Linked DNA regions of Oryctolagus cuniculus: region 2 is linked to region 1. A link is a contact called in public Micro-C data. All regions are on one chromosome and are shown on one strand. The core of a region is the stretch at or near the end of the contact, and the rest is flanking DNA. Distances in the headings are between cores, read along the strand shown. Region 1 holds the start of UBL3 (ubiquitin like 3). Region 2 overlaps SLC7A1 (solute carrier family 7 member 1).

Region 1 (4,603 bases), core at 1,483-3,982:
AGGGAGTCATTCCATCCCTGACTACAGGGCTGTTGAAAAGCAGCAGAGAAAGGGCGAGTTGGTGTTTTGATACCTGCTGTCATCTTATGCTTCTTGTCTGCCTGCTTCCGGTAGTTCTTAGGCCCAGCAGAGCCAGGGCCAGGGCTGTCAGAGGATCCATGTCGGGGAGAGGGACCAGCTTTGTGGGTGAGATCCTTCCAGATGTGTTCCAGCATCCCTCCTGAGCTTGGCGACTGAAGGGTTTTATTCTTCCCTGATTCCCGGGAGGGCCGGCTGATGGCAGCTTTGTGGCGGCTAACATGGGGAATGAGAGCTACACAGCATAGCAGAGACCATGGAAAACCGCCCCACCGTGAACAGACTGAGAAGTATCTGGACAAAGTCCTGGAGCCCAGTCATGGTGAGGTTGGGTCCCTGCTTTCCAGTGCCATTTGATCTCTTTGAGAATTTGATCTCTTTGCCTCCCGGGAGATGTGGGGCCCGCGTCTTGCTTGGAATTGCTCCAGCCAGGCTAGGCAGAGGCAGGCACTCAAAGCATTCTGTGAGTTTCCATCTGAGAGAGGAACCCATCTGGAGAGACTGCTGTGGGGAATGACACAGGCTTCCAGACACTGAGCTCCCTAAGGAGAGTGACTAGATCATTCATTTTTCATCTCCGAGTGCCCAGCAGAGTGCCTGGCACGCTTGTATGCTGAGTGAGAGAATGAGTTAGGTTACATTTCACATCCAAGGATGCGTGATTATTCACCAAGTGAGTTCCTTCCCATGCATGAAGTCATCCTTAGCCCTGGAAGGTAGGCAAGACTGTTTCACAGATGAGGTCACAGAGCTGTAGGTGGGAGAGCTGGCTCTCAGCTCTAAATCCATCGGCATTTTATACAGGTGTCTTATGGAGCTGCCCCCCCCCCTTAAAAAAATACTTTGCCTAAGGACTAAGAAAGAGATGAATGGGGATTCAGATGAACATTTGTGGTTTCTGTGTCTGGTTCCTAAATCTAGAGTAGACACATTCTCCACCTGAGTCTTCTCAATAATGGCATTATTCTCTGGCGTTCATTAGCCCCTGCAGAAGATGCCTAAGTCTTCAATTACATCAGGAGTTAGAATTCAGGAGCTAGTCTGGTAAATCAAATCCCCATGCAGTGTGTAGTAGTTATTTCCTGATATAGATTTGTCGTGATAATACTATTGTATCTAATGCAGTTTGGGGTAATTTCAATTAACTAGATTGTAGCTTTACAGCGCTGGGTCGCCAAGAAACACATGTTAAAACATTCTCACTGCTTAATGAGATCCTTGTTCCTGTTGAACTTCCATGACCTTATTGGAAATCAATGGTTGCTTCTGATCTTCAAAATGTAATGTTGAGAGGAACTAGATGAAATCCTGCTACCAAACCGTTTGCGACTGCAAGATGCGGAAAGCTTCCTGTAATGAAAAGGAATGATTCCGTAGACCGTATTTTTAACGCTGTGTGCATATCATGCATGAGGGAATGTCTCCTTGCAGAATTATTTCGCCTCAACAACCAACAATTCACAGGATCACAGCATTCCTTGAAGCAGGGTATCCCCTAACTCCTGGGCAGTAGCCAGGAAGGGAGCTTTTCTTTCCTAGTAACTGTTGCTATGGGGGGCGTGGCTTCGAAGTGCGCCGAGGACGCGTTCGGCGGCCCCCTCCTGCACCCCACCCCCGCGTGGACTACACTTCCCGTGATGCTCGAGGGTGGTCTCCGTAGTGACGCATTCGGTGCCCGCGAGGGAGGGAGCGCGGGGGCGGCGGCTGTGAGGGGGGCCGCGCTCTCCCGGTGTTCCCTACTCGCGCTCGGGCAGCCGCCCCCGCCGCTGCCGCCGCCGGCGCCGCCATGTTGGTTTGAGAGGCGATGACAGGAGGTGGCCGCGGCGTGTGGGGCTGAAAAGTGGAGGAGGAGAGACAAAAAGCCCGGAGAGGAAACCATTCCCGGGCTGAGGCGAGGGAGGACCCGGCCTCTTCCGGGGAGCTGCCGAAGTCGGCGACGCCGGAGCTCGCGAGGCCGGGGAGGGGAGGAGAAGGCGGGGACGGGGGAGGCGGAGGCAGAAGAGGAGCGCCGAGGAGCCGGAGACGATGCGCCGGGACCTCCGCCGCTGCCTGGAGGCGCTCGCGGCCTGAACCCGGCGGGGCCGTGCGGTGTCCTGGCCGCCCTGCGCCTTGCCTCTCGGCCCGGAGCTTGCGCTTTGGCTCGCCACGAGTTAAATGCCCTTGAGCTCGGCTCTCCGCGGCCCGGCTCTCCGCCCCGGCGGCGCGAGTTGAGCCGTTTCCCCGCGCGGCGGGGTCCGCGGCCACTTGCCACTCACGGCTCACGCGTCGATGTGTAGCTACATAGCTATCTATGTACATCCACGCCGGGGCATTTTTCTCCTGCTTAATGAGGACTTGACTCGGGAGCGAGTGTGAATCATTGCCGGGGCTGGGAAAGGAGGAAGGCGGATTTAACCCCCTCCCACCCCGCTCCATGTCCGTGTGTCACTCGGCTCCGTTCACCTGGCGCGGCCGGTCCTAGGGCTGCTGCTGACGACGACGACGACAACGGGGGCCGCCGCTGTCCCGAGAGCTTCCCCCCGCTCCGGCCGCCCGGCTCCTGGGGATTGTTTCCTCCTCGCACGGAACCTCGGCCGGGCCAGCACGTTGGCTCCGAAATAACTTCTTGTTTTTATTTTTTTGGAAAGCACATCGCGGACCAGTTGACATCGCGAAGGGTTATTTCTGCAGCTCGAAGACTTTTGGTCTTTTTGTTTGTTTATATTGTGTGGGGGGGGGTGTTTTTTTTTTTTTTTTTTGGCGTAAACATCCGAGTACATACCAAACGGCAAGATGTCCAGTAATGTCCCGGCGGATATGGTAAGTGAAGTTGTGACACTCTGATTTAATTGCGGCTTCCCATCTTGTTTGATCGGCAGGGACGCTGGCGTGGGGCGAGGGGTTGCCGGGGGCTGCCGAGAAGCCACCGCGGTGGCGGATTTGGAGAAGTTGGAGCTTCCGATTTCTCTCTTTTTCGAAAAGGGACTGCTTTGAACATGGGTTTTCTCATGCAGTTGCGTGTTCTCTCAATCGCTGAGGACCGTGGAAAAAGAAGTAAGAGAAACGTAGCCAGGCAGCCTGGCAGGGAAGGAGCCGTCTGGCTGTTTTTGCCAGAAGCCTGGGGACGCTGGTGTTTTAGCGCTTCGGGAAACGTCAGTGCCCGGGGGCAGAGCCGAGGGCGGCCGGCCCTCCTCGAGCCGGAGGTGGCCGGGGACAATCGCGCTCAGTCACTCTCGCAGTGGGCGCAAGCTTGGTATTTTTTCAGGAACGGGGCTCTGCACAGCACTTGCTGCGAGCCTTTTGCAGCGTCTGAGCGGGCGACTGTGGAGACGGAAACATTCAGATGTTTAGTTTTTTTTTTTTTTTTTTCCTACCCAACTCTCGGCTGACCGCCTATCGGTACTTTTCGTGTCTAGCCCAGGATTTGCAGTGCCAGATACGTAGTGCTATTACATCCGTAGACTTTGAAAGCTGCAGAAACGGCCTCTTGAGCTTTGGTCGCTTCGAGAACTCTCTTGTTTATTGACGCTTTTCTTTTTGTTTGTTAAAGGTTAGGCTTGTGAGGCTGTTGACAGTCACGGTGTAGCTCTACCGTGCTGGCGGGCGCTTTGTGTGAGTGTGAAATGACACTTTGCAGCCCTAAGGACTCAGAGAATGCAGTTAATAGGAAGTTGAAGAACTCGCTTTATGGAGAATGGAAGTTAATGCGGATGTGCTCACCGGAGTTAGCATTTGAGTGTGTATTCCTGCGAAAAAATAAAAAGGAACTTTGCTGATGACTGCATTTTAAAATGTCAAATACTTCTATGGGAGGAAACCTCCTTTGCAGATGTTTAAGATTGGAGAGATTAAAGGACTCCTCAGCGGGATATTTCGACCTTGGTGCAGAGACGTTTGCTTGTGTTTGATTTCTCATTTAGTGCGCTATTTAAATGCAAAGGAACCACGGGGTTCTGTCTCTTGGGTGGCCTCGGGAAGCCTTCCTCTGTTCTGAGTAGGAGGGCTCCTGCATTGTCCTTGTAGTTTTCGCTCTCTTCCTGGCGCGCCCACCTGAGAACCGCGAGGGGAAGCTGGACGCGGGTTCCTCTACGCTGCTCTTGAAGTTACCTGGGGAGGTCTCTGGACCGGGGTGGTGTGTGGGGGGGAGGTGCCGCTTCCCCTGCTCGATGAGGGCTCTGTGGGCTCGCTGCCTCCAGCAGAGATTTGTTCTCTCTAAAGCCTCCATTTTATGTCATCACCGTGCAAGATAGGTTCTCCCTGAGTACCACTTACCCTGCACAGAAGTTGTGATGCAGTAGATTTAAGTCGTTAAGACCGTGCGAATGCTTTCCTCAGGCCCGGTGACGAAGGAAAGCTGAAATGTGCGTAGCGTCCGTCACAAATGGAGATAATTTGGGGGAATACCGTCTCTAAGTCACTGGAGGGTTTGGAAGCCGACGTCGGGATCCGGGGACTGGGAAGTAGGGGCAGGCTTTTGCTAATAGTTGCAATTATAAAATACAGCTATCTGTTTTAGATTGTATGTTAAGGCCTTGATGGCTCTGAG
Region 2 (5,271 bases), core at 1,715-4,214, 310 kb after region 1:
AGCCTTCCAAATTCTCCGGGCTAATCGTGAATGTGTCAGCCAGCCTCATAGGTAAGAGCATGCCCTCCCGTGTATGGGACTTGGGGCATAGGGTACGTGGGGGCAGCAGTCAGTGTCTGTCTCACTGCTGGTCTGTGGTGCCAGTCGTTCTGTCCTGATTGTAGCTGACGTCACAGAAGTGGAGCCCTGCTCTTGACACATTTTAGGACAGAACTGGGAATACCCGTGAGGACTTGGGACATGGTTGAATCACATCTGTCTGTCTCTCCTCCCTCTTAGCTGTTCTCATCATCACCGTGTGCATTGTGGCCGTGCTCGGCAAGCAGGCCCTGGCCCAAGGGTCGCTGTGGGCCATCTTTGTGCTCTCAGGCTCTGCCGTGCTGTGCACGCTGGTCACAGCCATCATCTGGAGGCAGCCTGAGAGCAAGACGAAGCTGTCGTTTAAGGTGAGCGGCTTGGCCTCCTGGGCCTGGGGGAGACCCCGGGGTGGGCCGAGGACTCGGGTCTTCCTGCTGGGGAACTTGGGTGTTCTGAGGGAGGTGCTTGCCAGCCAGCTTTGGAAAGTGTGGCGGGCACGCCTGTCCACGGGGCCATCTGGTAGGGTGGATCGCAGAGGAGACTGCAGCTTTGGGGTTTGTTTTTTTGTTTTTGCATTTTTAGATAAGTAATACAATAATCCAACCTTAGAAATAAAGTGGAAGTTGCCCTTCTAGTCCCTTCTTTAACTAGCAAGAGAGCAAAACTAGAGGAGGGCTCACTTTGGCAAGGAGTAGCATGAAACCCAATCTCCACCACTTCAGATTTGCTCCTGGCTGGAGGTGGGGGAGGGGCGGTGTCTGCTGGGGTGGGGTGGGGGCGGGGTCTGACGCTCCCCAATGTCTCTGCAGGTGCCCTTCGTGCCGCTGCTGCCTGTCCTGAGCATCTTCGTGAACGTCTATCTCATGATGCAGCTGGATCAGGGCACCTGGGTCCGCTTCGCCGTGTGGATGCTGATAGGTGGGTGTCCCTGCGACCAGCACAGCCAGTATCCTCGGCTGCTCTTGTGCCCCCCCCCCCCCAAGGCTGTGTGGGTTGTTCATCTGTCTTCCTGCTACAGGGCCGAGGGTTGATGTCAAGTCCCCCGTGTTTCAGATTTCCTAAGAAGCCATGTAGTAGTCAGCGTTTTCCTCTGAAAAAATGGAACTCATGGTAGGCAGTGAGCCCTCCCTCCCATTTACACACTTGTCGTCTTCATAGCCCTTTGTCCAAACTGTAGTTCTCTCCTCAGGCCAGAGCCTGGCATTCATCAGAGCAAGGCCGTGAGTCTGCGGTGGGCAAGGCACTGGGTAGCTCCATCCCAGCTGGGGAAGTCTGGGCTGTGGCTCCTCCCGGCCCAGCCAGTGCCTGGTCCTTGTGGGCTGTGGGCCTGGCGGGTGTCCTTGTCCCGGGCTGCCCACGGCTCCTTTGCTGACAGTGGGCGTGGGGGAGGTGCTGCTGGACAGAGGCTGTGGGGGGCTCTGGTCCTCTTGGGTGGTGCAGCCTGGTCTGCGGCCGGCTGACTGTGCCCCACCTCTGGGCCTCTGGCCCTCGGCAGGGGGCGTGGTCAGGTTCTTCCTTTCCCTGTGTCTTAAGTGCTGGTGCAGGTGCCAGGGGGTGGGCCTTGACCTTTGTGCCCTTTTAGCCTTCTTGGTCTCCCGTGGTTCATGGGGGGCATACAGGGTGACTGCTAGGTGGTCTTAGGCCTCCAGGAGATGACCCAGGGCTAAGTGGGAGGGCCTCAGGTCCTGGGAAGGGAGAGATGGGGAGGAGGGCTAGCTGCCATGTGTGCCCAGGGCACACTGCAGTGAGGCCAGCCGGGAGCCCGTGCCCGAGGCAGGATGAGGCAGCTGTTGATTGTCCAGAGGCGGGAAGTCAGGGGTAGGGACCGCGCGCCCTGCGCTCACCCTCATCCCTCTGCTCTCGGCCCGCAGGCTTCATCATCTACTTCGGCTACGGGCTGTGGCACAGCGAGGAGGCGTCCCTGGCCGCCGGCCAGGCAAGGACTCCTGAGGGCAATTTGGACCAGTGCAAGTGACGCGCAGCCCCGCCCGCTGAGGGCCACCCCCTGAGGGCCGCCACGCCCCCTGCCCTCCCCAGCGGGGCCGCGGGACCCACCCACATCCCCGGCGCCCCCAAGCGGGCAATTACTTGAACTGCAGCCTCGGCCACGGCGGTTGAGGCCGGTCACCTCCAGCAACTCCTTGGCAGGGGGGTGGCCGCCATGTCTCCTCACCCCCGCTCCAAAGCAAGCAAACAGCGCTTCTGTCGCCAGCTCTGTCCCGGGCCGCGGCGGCCAGCTTCTCTCCTCAGCTCGGGACCGCGGGCCACCCTCCCCGGGACCACGCTGGCCTGTGAACTGCGCACCCCGCGGCCGGCCACAGGCCCACGGCCCCGGCTGCTGCTCCCAGCCCGGCCCCTCCGAGCCGGACGCCCTCGGTGGGCGGCCCCTGGGATTGCAGTCAGGGGTCTGATTTGCAAAGGATGCAGGGCCTCCAGCGGCGGGGAGAGTGGGGCTGGGGGCGCCTACGCAGTGCGCACGCCAGACGCTGCCCCAGCCCCGGCGGGGCTCGCGGCTGCTGGCCTCGATCGCCGCTGGCCATGCGTGCTGAGCCTCTGGAACGGGCGACGAGGGGCGCAGCGTTGGCCTTGGGGTGGCGGCGTGTAGAAGTCTCCAGGGGACTGTCCCAGTCACCGAATCTCCTGGGGTGCCTAAGGTTCCCTGAGCAGGAGGCAGCTCAGTGACCTGGTGACCCCAGCCGTGGGCTGCGAGCCCCTGCGTGTGCGCCACGGGATTCAGTCCTGGCAGCTGCGAGTCCCTGCGTCAGGTTCCCTTGGGGCTTGGCTCAGAAAACTGGATCGCGACCGCCCGCCTGGCCGGCCACACTCCCGCCCGCTTCAAGTGCTTGAGCCTGCCCGAGGCCCCGCCGGGACCCAGGTGTCCGCGCCGGCACGCTGTGCCCCTCCCGCTCAGCCCCCGGCGGCAGCCCTGGTTGCACGCTCCTTGGGGAGCGGGCCCCGGGTGACCTCTCTGGTGCCCTCTCCGCTGCCGCGGGAAGCACCAGAGCTGCTTGCGAAGCTGTTTCCCGCTCCTTCCCTGGCTGTCCTCCCACTCGGAAAAGCCCTACACGTTGACTGCACTTGTCTCTCCGCGTGTCCCAGAGGGTTCTCGGAGAGCACTCCGAGAATGAGGGCCACAGCCCGAGGGCCGGCTCTCCCAGGGCCCAGCCCGTGGCAGGCGCTGCCGCCTCCTGGAAGCTGCCCTCTGAGCATCTCTGAATGTCCCAGAGGGAGTGGCACGAAGCTCAGAGCTTGGGTTTCCAAAGAAAGATATTTAAATTTATGTAGATTTGGTGCTGTAAAATATTTTGATAAACATTAACTTATTTTATTGGGGTTTTGGTTGTCTGTTGTCTTCTTAGGACCTAATACCTGTTTTTTTTTTCTTCTTTTTTTTTTGTGGCTGTTATTTTTCTACATAGGCAAAGAGAACTTGAGGGAAAGAGGGTGTCCAAGGACAGCTGGGGGAGGGGAGGGAAAACTTTTTTTTTCTTTTTTTCTTTCTGCCTGAGATGTCCACAGAGGATAGCACCTTGCAGATGAGACTGCGGTCAGCCACGTGTCGCATTGCACTGAGGGAAGGCGCGCTGCGTGGGTCCGCCCTCCTGATTGTCTGGGACACTGTGGGACCGGCCCAGGTGTTGCCCTGTGGCCGCCCGTTTCTGTACCGTTGTTGGGAGCGCCCCGTACACGGGGACAGGGCCGGAAGCAGTGGTGTCTGGGTGAACCCCTGCATTGTAGTTGGCTTTCTCTTAACATCCCAGGTGCCTTCCCCTGCAATGAATACACACACGGGCACAAAAAAGGGACCCATCATTTTGCGGCTCTGTTTATTATTATTATTATTATTATTAAAGATTTATTTTATTTGGAAGAGCTACAGAGAAAGAGAGAGAGAGAGAGCTGGTTCACTCCCCGAGGGCTGCAAAGGCCTGGGCTGGGCCAGGCCAAATCCAGGAGCTTCTTTTGGGTCTCTCACGTGGGTGCAGGGGCTCGGACGCTTGGGCCACCTTCTGCTGCTTGTCCCAGGTGTATGAGCAGGGAGCTGGATGGGAACTGACGCGCCCGGCTTGGCGTCTCCTAACGTCTCTGTGCCCGTGAGAATCATCCTGGGTTCACAGCCAGCCCAGGATTATCTTGCAGGGGAAATTTACAATCTGCATCAGCCGCAAGCCCACCCACCCTGGAAAGACCCATGTGCCATGAATAAGGGGCCCTCCCGTCTCGCCCCCACCGTCTGTGTGCATCCGTGACCCCTATTCGCTAAGGACCCCAGGACCTCTGCCCCAGAGCAGGGGAGCCCCGCAGAGGCGGGGTGGGCGTGGGGCCTCTGTAGGAGGGAGAGGGACAGACAGCCTGCCGCGTGGCTCGGATCATCACCCGCTTTGAGCTTGTGTTTTGTGCGACAGCAAACCCTTTCCACCAAGCCTCTGCCTTCCATCCGGCGATCATCCATGCGGTCCCGCATGCTGACTGCTGACGGGGCGGCCCCCGGCACAGCACCAGGAGGCACCAGACGGCACCTGCGGCGCGGGGGTCCTCCCGTCCTGTGCCACGCTCCCCACCTGCACGTCCGGCCTGGCGCTGGGGCAGGCAGATGGAACTCGGGTCATACATGCCATTCTCCCTATGTCTGCCACCAGCTGGTGTTGGCGGGCCCACCCAAGGCCAGGCAGGTGGAGCTTGGAGGCGGAGCCGGGAGTACTGCATTGCTGGCTGGGTTCCTGGGACAAGGATGGCCACGCCCAGGCCTGGAGGCCCTGCCCCCACCCCAGGTGCCCGGGTGCATCTGCACACATGCACCCCCTCGACACCACGAGCACTAGGGGTGGACTCTGACTGTGCCCTGGGCTGGATGGAGAGCTGTCACCAGGTGCACACTCCCGGGGGCTGCCGAGCTTCTGGAGGAGGGAATTTTTGGGGAGACGGGGTGTGACTTATGTGCATGGAATTGTCACTGAGTTCGTGCCATGTTTGTGTTGCTGCACGTCATTCAGACGGCATCTGTGTGCTGTGGTCATAAGAGCATCACACGTTCTCCCCTCCCTCCCCGCAGCAAGAGCGACATAAGCGTTTTGTCAGACTTCTGTGGACATGTTGGAGGGAACGAGTAGCGACACACTTAACTGATCAGGTAGTGCAAGATAGTACCCTCCACACATCAGCGAGGTTACGATGCCTAAAGGCTTTTGTAAG

What was found. A called contact is a pair of places that touch in the nucleus more often than the background predicts.
Region 2: a Micro-C map of ear pinna shows a contact between it and region 1, with 5 times the contacts expected there. The contact joins the enhancer-like site here to the promoter of UBL3 in region 1. A contact is called at or near these places in 2 of 6 Hi-C or Micro-C datasets (ear pinna and an unstated tissue).

Annotation. Positions count from the first base shown.
Region 1 is chr9:84,754,271-84,758,873 of mOryCun1.1, forward strand. It overlaps UBL3 (ubiquitin like 3), which reads left to right and starts at 2,733. Exons shown (of 5, transcript XM_008273523.4): 1 at 2,733-2,877. The coding sequence starts at 2,851.
Region 2 is chr9:85,059,432-85,064,702 of mOryCun1.1, forward strand. It overlaps SLC7A1 (solute carrier family 7 member 1), which reads left to right. Exons shown (of 13, transcript XM_070049065.1): 10 at 1-51; 11 at 280-446; 12 at 888-996; 13 at 1,950-5,271. The coding sequence ends at 2,053. Among named protein-coding and RNA genes, the nearest start is that of SLC7A1, 84 kb to the left of the region's middle. Within about 2 kb of position 2,965, at least 1 of the 8 cell types and tissues checked has an H3K27ac peak or open chromatin away from gene starts, as enhancers often do.